3 separate regions of the Mus musculus genome follow, and all the other regions are linked to region 1. Evidence: chromatin contacts called from public HiChIP or PLAC-seq data. All regions are on one chromosome and are shown on one strand. The core of a region is the stretch at or near the end of the contact, and the rest is flanking DNA. Distances in the headings are between cores, read along the strand shown. Region 1 has its middle 43 kb from the start of Mok. Region 2 holds the start of B930059L03Rik (RIKEN cDNA B930059L03 gene). Region 3 overlaps Tecpr2 (tectonin beta-propeller repeat containing 2).

Region 1 (3,183 bases), core at 486-2,985:
TAGCGCTGAGAAAAAGCCGCGCTGCTCCTGTGGTGGGAAATTGGGAGGTCACTTTAAACTACAGGTTGAACATTTCTCCTGCTTTGCAGGACTCCTAGCCAACCCAACCTGCACCCATTAAGTCAGGTAGTAAGGAAACCCTGGAATTCTGTGAGGGCTGAGAGGCAGAGCATAGGGCTTGGCAGGCCACCGGCCTGGAGGACAGGCCGCTAAGCAAAAGCCCAGTGTCTCGGGAACTAAGAGGCAACAGCTGTATGGGGCAGCATGGGCCGGCTCCCTCTCACCTTGTCGCCCGGGCAGGGACCTGTCCTTAGAGCAGGACAACAAGCATGGCTGATGCTCCTGGGCAGTGAAGTCACCTACTGCTCCTGCTACCCTGGGCTCTAGGTGATCACAGCAGCCAAGCCCCAGCACAGAAGCCCAGCAGGGGTGAGGTGGGAAGAGCTCCTACAGAGGCCCACGGTGCCCTTGGCTCACTAGGCTGGCTAGGTGGCTGCAGAGCCAACTGGTAGACCTTCAGAGAGTTATCATTAGCATTACATTTGACCTTTTCACACTCAGAGAATCCCAGTGCCTCACTGAGAGCAGCTCACACAGCAGAATCTGGGCTGCTCAGTATCTGCATTTCATCTAGAAGCTAACTGAGACCATGGTCCACACAGAGTCATCCATGGTGTCTCACAAACATTAACAAGGCTCTGAATTTTACAGCATTTAACAGCTTCTCTCTTTTGGCTCACTGAGATTCCTTTTTATGAAGCTTGGATGTGAAAATGACTTAAAATTTATCTACATTTACAATGCATTCACACGTTTATTCAATGTCAATATACAGAGGACAGCCTCCAGTACTTCAGAAGTCAAGTATATGGTAAATCTTTTGCTGTGACAGGGACAAGGGAACAGCTAAAAGACAAAGCAGTGAAACAGAACATGGTTCTCAGAAATGAATAACAATACTGATATTCAAGCTTCATTAGTTATTGCGACATTAGGAGCTCAGTTTCCTGGTAGTTCACAGCAGGAGGGCTCTTCATGAAATTTATTCAAGTTGTGAAGAGATCAGATGAAAATGTAAGAAAGGAATACATGTATTACCTTGACTTTCACTGAAAATAAATATACCCATACAACTTTACACAATGTCACTTAATAACAGTCTTTAAAACCTAAGTACACAGAAGTAAAAATGCACGATTTTCATACTTTTACCTCAAGAGTCAGGAATTGAACCATGACACAAAGAAAATGTAATAAGTGCAGCATGAGTGAAAACCCCAGCATCATGGGACAGTTGCTCCATGAAAAGAACAGTCTTACAATTCAATCTGGGATCTGATTCGTCAAGGTAACAGCTGAATACAAGTGCTTTTCCACAAATGAGCCACAGGCTTTACCAGGGCCACACTGACGTCTCTGTTCCCTGGGACAGCCACCACATAGCACTTTGATGAGCACCTTGTTAACCTAAGCCAGCTTGTGGTGGTCCAGTCAGCCCAAGGCAAACAGCATGCTCTGACATAAACAGGGCATGGGGGTGTGGCGGCTCCCCCATGCATTCCCAGGACAGAGACCAGTTCAGCCTTAGAAACCAAACCCAAGCCAGAGGCCATGTCTTCAAGTCAGTACAGGCCTACCCAGAGAAGTGCACGGAGGCTCCATGGGTAAGGAGAGGGCCTCAACAGTGGTCACACATGCCTCAGTGCTGCAAACTGGTCCTGAGCCAAGATGTGTGACTAACTGCCCACAGCGTAGCGTGCACTCCAAGGTCAGCCACTGGAAAAGCCACCACTAAGCTCTGGCTGGCCGGCCGTGTCTTGTGTCCTGTTACTCTTTACACTTCCGAGCTTGCTCAACAAAGAAAACGTTTCCCTCCAGCAGGTGAGAGGGCCTTGTACACAGGCACACGTGTGCCTTATAAGGCAGGCTCACTCATTTTAGCACAAATTCAGAATGCATCATTACAGGATGGAAGGAACAGCTGTGCCCTGAGCGTTTAAGACAAACACTAGAGCAGACTACTGACCTGGGCCTTGTCCACCTAATTTAAGAGTGCCTCTGAAGACAATGTGGCTGCTCTCCTCTCCCTGCTGGCTTCTCTAATGGCCCTCACCCTGCATCCTGACCTCAGCAGCTCTCAGAGCACTTCTAAACTCAACCATCAGGACAAACTTAATCCTCTGCCCTGTGTAGGCTAATCTGGAGGCAGAAGCCACTACTAGCTGCAGGTATCACCCAGTCTCTCTGGAGCATTTGTTTAAGAGGAAGATACAACTTCTGAGCCTCTGCAGAGGGCTGGGATGTGGCGTGTTGGGCAGGGGTTGAGTCCTTTGGCATAATCCCTGGCACCACATGCACAGAGAAGGAAAACGGGGGGGGGGGGAGCTGGGGGCTGATTCACCATAGCTACAGGGCAGCTGCTTTCTCGAGTCACCAGAAAGGTTGTCTGCGGTGGGCAAGCAGGACAGACAGGAGGGTCCAACTGTCCAGTGGCCCTCACTGAGCCCGCAGACTCTGTCTGGGTCACAGCAAGCAGACTGGAACCCTGCCTTTAAGAGCCTCTTGCCAGTAGCTGTTTTAGTCCAGTAGCTAGTTACCAAAGATATTCTTGCTCATGAAAACGCTCAGGGAAGTTTTGATGAGGAAGCTCAAAGTTTGTTTAGAAAACTAAAAACATTTCTCTGGGTGGCTACTGTAGAAGCACAGTGGCCCTAGTCCTCATTCTTTGGAGATCAGGACCCACCATGGCAATCGGTGCAACCCCATGACACCCCACCACCTCTGTCTGCAGGGCACAAGGAGGAAGGAAGCCCCGCCCTCCAGCACCAGCACCCTCTTCTGGAGCTGCCGCACCTTTAGTTCTGGTCTTGGAGAACACCTTGCACTCTGTCCTCCTGCCTGCAGAACTGCTCTGCCGGCTGTCAAAGAAAGGGGGGCAGGAGTCAGTCAGGGGGGTAGAGCGGGCCTGGAGCAGCACCACGCCCTCCATGCAGGGGCCAGCCTGGGCCAGGTCATGCAACTAAGACAGCCCTCTAGAGCTGGCCTGGGCTCTTACCAGACCCTGAACCTAGCAGGGAGCCCAGGAGGGTAAGACACACACACAGCAAAGGACCCCAAACAGGGTTTCCAGGTTAATCATTAAGGACACAACACTTAGCAGCAGAAGTTGAAATATACTGTGAC
Region 2 (3,183 bases), core at 434-2,933, 210 kb after region 1:
TCCTTAATCCCTAAATACTGTATTTGTGCCAGATGGTGGTGGTATAGTCCCTTAACCCCAACACTTGGGAGGCAGAGGCAGGTAGGTCTCTGTGGATTTGAGGCTAGCCTGGTCTAGAATGAATTCCAGGACAGCCAAAGCTACACAGAAACCCTATCTTGGAAAATCAAATGAACAAAACCAAGCAAACCAAACCAGCAAATGTTGTAGCAGCTATCTGCCTCTGCCTCCAGGAAGGCCTCTGTGAACTCTAACCTTGAATAGCCATTCTGTAATTTACATTGCATTGTGAGGTGTAATGTGTGACCCAAGAGTTATTATTTATTAAGAGAGTGAGAACAAAACTACTCAACAAATTACATCAATACAAGGGATGCAGACTGCCAATTTATTATTCAGGAAATTCTAACATCATGGAGAGAGAGAATTGTGTCCATGCTTCTGACAGCACCCCCACACCAGGGCTACCTTCCAGGGTTACCAGTATCTTGGGCAGGAAGCAGTGGGAAACAGACATCGCTAGGGCTTCCTTGGAACAGGCATGGCTATGACCCTGGAGGGAATCAGCACAAATTTCCAGATTTTTGAGCCCTAGAACAGTAAGACTCAGGGACAGAGTCGGAGACAGGCAGTTTACTACAAAGAAAGGAGAGAGGGAGACAGAAGTCAAGCCAGGAAGTGCACGCCTTTATTCTTAGGGCAGAGGCAGGGACATCTCTTGAGTTTAGGGTCTACACAGTGAGTTCCAGGTCAGCCAAGAAGAGACTCTGTTTTATAGACAGACAGACAGACAGACAATAAGGCTAGCCAAGGCGAGACCCTGTCTTATGAGTAAATTAGAGAAAGAAGGAAAGAAAGAGGCACCCAGTGAGTGGTAGTGGGAAAGACGGGGTGCTCAAAGTCCTCATCTATGTGAGTTCTGGTCCTCCATAGTTATTTACATAGCAAGCACCTCTACCTCTTTACGTTACCACGTGTCCGGTACACGCCACTTAGGTGGGACGAGTTTCCTGACCCTGCTTACTGGTTTCTTTCGTTAATCTCTCGGCATCCCCAGCCTCCCACCTACTTCAGTTCTCAGAGCTGCTACAGGGGACAGGTTGGCCCTGTCCTATCCACGCTACGGTCGCGTCTCGGGGTTCCATGACGGGGGTCACATGGGACCCTGGTCACCAACCCCGCCTATCAAGTGGAAAGTGACGGGGCTGTAACCCAGGACCTGCCGTTCAGTTCCACGGACGCCTGTTTGCCGCTGTCCAGAAGCCACTTCTGCAGAGTGGCAGGTCGATCACGTGTCGCCAGGGGAGCGGTCACGTGTGGCCTCGAACGATCATGTGAGTCCTCAAGCCAATCACCGCGGCCTGGAAGAAGGGGCATTGCGATTGGCTCATTTTCCTCCCGTGAATATCGCGAGATTCAGAGTCAGACACTTCCCGATTGGTCGATGCGCTGCGTCATTTCCCTGCGCCAGCGTTTAGGTGAAGGTAGTCGGTCTCCCTGTCCTGTGTGCCGTGGGCCAAGCGTCTAAGCTTGGGTCCGGGCCGTCCGCGGCCCTCACTCCCCTCCCGCCAAGGGACGCGGCCCCCTCTGCGGCTTCCTCTAGACGTCGCTGCCTTGTCCTAAGTCAGCCTGCGTTCGAGCTGCCGAACCGAGGTTTCGTGCGGCTTCCTGGCGCGGTGACTCATCCAGTCACGTGCGCCGTGGAGGCTGCGCCTTGCGGAGATCTCCGCCCTGCCGAGATGGCAGAGACCTTCCCGGGGCCGCCCTTGTCCTGCTGCCGTGTTCTGGTGCAGCTGTGCTGAGCTGATATCCTGTTGACTTTGAACTCTTCTCCGTTTTCTGCATGCGCTTTGTCTCATTCCTACGGGGTACCTGCTGCCATCCGCTTGCTCTTTGGTTTGGATGCCGGGTAGCCGTGCTGAGTCCCAACTCTGATGCTCCTGCCTCCACCTTTCCAGTGCTGGCATGGAAGGCGTATGTCAGCACGTCCACCTTACACACACGTACCCACATTTGATTGCCTCTCCACTTGGATCTTGCTGTTCTCGCTGATCCCACATTTATCTGTACATTGCGTCCATCAGACGCAGTTTTGAGTGTCCCACACGGTGCCAGACTGAAGGTACAGCGATAAGTAGGGTAATAGGGACATTGCTTGTAGAGGGCTCACGGGCTATCCTGGGGTGACTGGTTGGAGGGATGTTTTTGCAAGCTCCCTCTTGGCTGCAGTGTGGAATGTTTGAGAAGAAGGTGTTGGGCCGGCAGGAAAAGTTAGTCCTGGGGTGAGGATGAATTCGAATTTGGAATGAGTGCCAGAACCTTTCTAGTTTCAATTTGGCCATATTTTATGGAGACCGCTCAGCAGTTAGGTCCATGTACAGTTCTTCCGGACAATCCGAGTTTAGAGTCCCACGTTAGGGACAGACTATTTATAACCCTAGCCCCAGGGGACCGAACACCCTCTTGCTTCCGTGGGCACTTGCACTCATATGTACAAATCCACATACAGAAACAAACACATTTAAAAAAATAAAATCTTAAGGAGTGAGAGCGTGTGCTGGGGTTTTCTCACTTCTCTGCTCACATTTGCATCTAGCAACACTTCAGGCAGGTGAGGATAATTCCTGGTTTCTGTTTTTCAGCATGGAAAACAGTGCGGCCGGGAGTAGCTGGCCTTACTGCTCAGACTAGGTGAATTTTGCTGATGGCTAAATTTTTGAAGCAGAATTGCAGAGTCAAAATACATGACACCCTGCAGGGTGGAACGTGTTTCTAATGCCAGCATTCAGGGGGCTGGGTAGTAGGATTTTTGGTAAGACTGTCTCAAAATGTTTTCAACACTTACCTTTTAAAACTTTCAGTTGCATTTTTAAGGGTCCTACAAATCTGCAAGCCACCAACAGTAAACTGAAGTGACCCACCCTTCCTCACCTGCTACTGGGGTTACTTTCCTGTCCTTCCAGAAGCATTGACTTGTGGCCCTGAGATCTGCATAGGATGGCGACACTGCCAGTGGGAGCCCCTGCTTACCTGCCTCTGCTGGCTTTGCATCCTCCTCGGGAATATTCCTCACACCTACACGGCATGCCTATGTCTCTTTTGGCATGTAGGTGGAGGTAGAATTTCTGTTATGGGTGTCTACTTTCAGCCAGCTCCTTGCCCTCCAGCTACGTGCAGCCAGCC
Region 3 (3,183 bases), core at 372-2,871, 150 kb before region 1:
CTGACAAACATCACCTAAGAACCTGCCTACCCTCCACCCCCCACTGAGTGAATATGGGGGCAAGGTACTTTAGTTATATACTGACTGAAGCACTCCCACTCTGCACCATACCTAGCTGGGAAAGGTCCAGTTTCGTCCAGTGCATGCCTGTGGGGCAGCTCTTGGAAAGTGTCCTGATGAACACCTGCCCAAGGCTGTCCAAGGCCCATAGTGCATCCTGGCAGGCAGCATAGGTTCTCATCTCTGCATCGGGGGGCAGCTGCACTGTGGAGGGGCGGCACTGTACATTCTGGGCACTGATGATACACAGGTCCTTGCTGCTCTGGCATAGCCATAAGGAGCTTCCTGCAGAAAAGGTTCACATTTGTCAGCAAACGCTGTCTCACTGAGCCACCCACCCTAAGAGCACCACACAGCCTTTTTCTTCAGAGCCCTGACACCTGGCCACAGATTGCCTGCTCACTCACTGTTATCTTACAGGTAGGCTTGCTATACCTGAGGTTAGAAGGAAACACTGCCATCAGACATTAAAAAGGCCAAGCCTGAGACACTTCAGGAACTGGAAAGAGAGCAGGGCCTACGAAATACCACTGTAGAAGTCTCCCTGCCCACAGGAGCCGGCAGTGCATAGGTCAGGGACTTTTATATGCTTTCTAGTAACAGCACGGATCACAGACATCAACGTGCTCTCATGTCAGCAGTCTATATTTTTAATATACACTATTAGGGCTGTCAATTCTTCCAATCCCCAGGAAGGAGGGGGCAAGCAGTTTCTCAGAAGGCATTTCCCTCTTCTGCTAATGGGTGGGCAGCAGGCGGAGGAAATCAGGAGTTATGCTTGTGGTCCTCGCACGTTCTGGAACTTCCAGGGTTAATAGTGTTTGTTTAGAATGCCAGTCATCCTTGGGAATTACAACCCAGCAAAACTGTGTAATGTAAAGCATTAGCTAAAACTTGTGTCACACGTTTTATAATACTTTTATTTTTATTTTAATTAAATAATTAAGTAATTAATTAAGCTAATTGGCTTGTTGCGGCTGGGATTCTCTGTAACAGCCCTGGCTGTCCTGGAACTCACTCTGTAAACCAGGTTAGCCTCAAACTCACAGAGCTCCTCAGTGCTGGGATAAAGGTGTATACCACCACACCCAGCTATTTCTATTATTTGGTTTTTTTAAGATTTCCTTATTTTATACATATGAATGTTTTCTCTGCATGTTTATGTGTATTATGTGTAAGGTTGGTACCCATGTCATAGAAGGCAGAAGGTATCTTGTGGATCTCTTGGAATTGAAAGTTCAGATAGTTGTGAGCTGCCATATGAGGAGTCAAACTCAGGTCTTCTGGGAGAAATGGGAAAGAACACCAGGAAGTCATGTGCTGCCAGCTCCGACCACACTGCACGGTGACCTCCTTCCAAAGGACACTGCCTCAGCCTCAGCTCTGCTACCCTTACCCCAACTTGGTAGGTCTCCTGAGCATGCCTATCCAGCGCTGCTGGCCCACAACACTGCCATATCCCCTCCCTCTCATCGCCGCACCCACAGGCCACAGTCAGAGGACGGCATGAACTCTTCCTCCGTTGACTGACTGACTTGCACACCAGGACTCTCAGCTGGGCTAAGGCTGACTCACCATCCTGGGTGGGAGCAGGAGAAGCCAACACAAAAGCCCATTTTGTGGCAGAAGCTGTTCCCCGGGGAACAACGGTATTCCAGTAAGTTCCTGGAGAGAATAAATATAAAAGTGGGTTAGGGAAAGAAAAAAACAAACAAGCAAAAAGCTCTAACACTTCAGTTTTGGTTTTAGTCCTTCAAAGCTCTTACAATGATTTCTAGTGTCCTTAAACAAAGTGGCATAAGCTACTTATCTCTCTAAGCATCATCAAGGAGAGCCATACCTTGCTCACTGAAGCCTGAAGAGGCTACGCAGGGGACAGAGCTAGAGGGAATCCATCAAGTGGGAGGCATTCAGAAGTGAACACAGCTCATCTATGGATATGGCCAGCACGTTGCATGTTAAACGGTGGCCATAATTTCCCCTTGTAAGTGGACGGTTCTTTCTCAGCAGAGTCTGTAGGTGTGGTAGATCTTTAAAACCAGATTTTGTGGGGGTGTGGCCAAGCATGCTCATCAGGTTCAGAGGAGGGTCCCAAGTGTTCCCGTCTATCACTTCCCACACAGGACTTAGAGACAGGTTTCTCCCTGATCCTGGGGATCCTGTTCTTTGCCCCAAAGATTCTCCTGCCTCTGCCTACCTTGTCGCTAGTCACAGGCATGCACAGGATAGCTGGCTTGTTATGTGAGTACTGGGATCTGAAGTATCCTCATACTCTTAACTGCTGAGCCATCTCTACCCGACCATATACCCCCTTTAAACAAGTTTCTTTGTGTGAGTGTGTCCACAAGTGTGTTATGGCATGTGTGTGGAGATCAGAGGACAACTTCTGGACTTACGTTTTCTCTTCTCCTCTTGTTTTGGGGGCAAGGTCTCCTGTTCTGCTGGTGGGTCATATATGTGACCATCTCCCCACTTCTGTCACTGCCTCCCCATTTCCTCACAGACGTGCTCTCCTGAGCCTCCACTGTATCTGGCTTTTTGTTGTTTGTTTTGAGACAGGATTTCTCTACATAGCCCTGGCTGTCCTGGAACTTACTATGTAGACCAGGCTGTCATTGAACTCAGCTCTGCCTACCTTTGGCTCCCGGGTGCTGGAATTAAAGGCATGTGCTACCATGCCTGGCTGTATCTAGATTCTCACGCAAGTTCTCGGGATGAACAGAGGCCCGTAGGATTGTGTGACACATGCTTTTACCTGCAGAGCCATTTCCCTGCCCACCCCCGGAATGGATTGTGAGATTGAGCTAGTCCTCATTTGTCTTTATTACAGCAGATTAGGTTTCCATAGGAAAGTGATGACACATCGTCCAGACACCAAGTTTTAGGAATGACAGAATGAAAAAGAAAACAGAAAGGAAAGAGACCACAAAGCCTGGGTGCCTCTGTCACAGGCCGCTTTCCCACTGGTACTGATTATCTTAAGAGGAGACCTTAAAGCCGTTCATTAAATGTTCTGTGAATCCCTAGGTTAGAATCCCACCACCATGAAAAATAAGATAAACAAAGTAAAAATAATGTGAAAACTAGAGTAATTGACTCACCTATGAGACTTCCTTTAGCAAC

The links. HiChIP or PLAC-seq counts read pairs in DNA pulled down with a chosen protein or histone mark.
Region 2: a contact with region 1 is called in a FOXA1 HiChIP or PLAC-seq map of pancreatic cancer cells. The contact joins the promoter of B930059L03Rik here to the enhancer-like site in region 1. A contact is called at or near these places in 1 of 39 promoter capture datasets (the C10 cell line), 2 of 484 Hi-C or Micro-C datasets (the C10 cell line and rod photoreceptor), 10 of 115 datasets of contacts at active chromatin or transcription factors (the 230-238 cell line, the SCID.adh cell line, SST interneurons and 6 more) and 2 of 9 other capture datasets (adipose tissue and liver).
Region 3: a FOXA1 HiChIP or PLAC-seq map of pancreatic cancer cells shows a contact between it and region 1. The contact joins two enhancer-like sites. A contact is called at or near these places in 1 of 115 datasets of contacts at active chromatin or transcription factors (pancreatic cancer cells) and 1 of 9 other capture datasets (embryonic stem cells).

What each region holds. Positions count from the first base shown.
Region 1 is chr12:110,796,678-110,799,860 of GRCm38.p6, reverse strand. It overlaps a transcript of Wdr20 not described here. Among named protein-coding and RNA genes, the nearest start is that of Mok, 43 kb to the left of the region's middle. Within about 2 kb of position 1,735, at least 79 of the 459 cell types and tissues checked have an H3K27ac peak or open chromatin away from gene starts, as enhancers often do. A contact at or near this core is called in pancreatic cancer cells and rod photoreceptor, where this site is marked.
Region 2 is chr12:110,589,874-110,593,056 of GRCm38.p6, reverse strand. It overlaps B930059L03Rik (RIKEN cDNA B930059L03 gene), which reads right to left and starts at 1,683. Exons shown (of 1, transcript NR_033340.1): 1 at 378-1,683.
Region 3 is chr12:110,944,864-110,948,046 of GRCm38.p6, reverse strand. Tecpr2 (tectonin beta-propeller repeat containing 2) reads right to left here. Exons shown (of 20, transcript NM_001289510.1): 14 at 3,162-3,183; 15 at 1,636-1,725; 16 at 112-345. Among named protein-coding and RNA genes, the nearest start is that of Ankrd9, 33 kb to the left of the region's middle. Within about 2 kb of position 1,621, at least 19 of the 459 cell types and tissues checked have an H3K27ac peak or open chromatin away from gene starts, as enhancers often do. A contact at or near this core is called in pancreatic cancer cells, where this site is marked.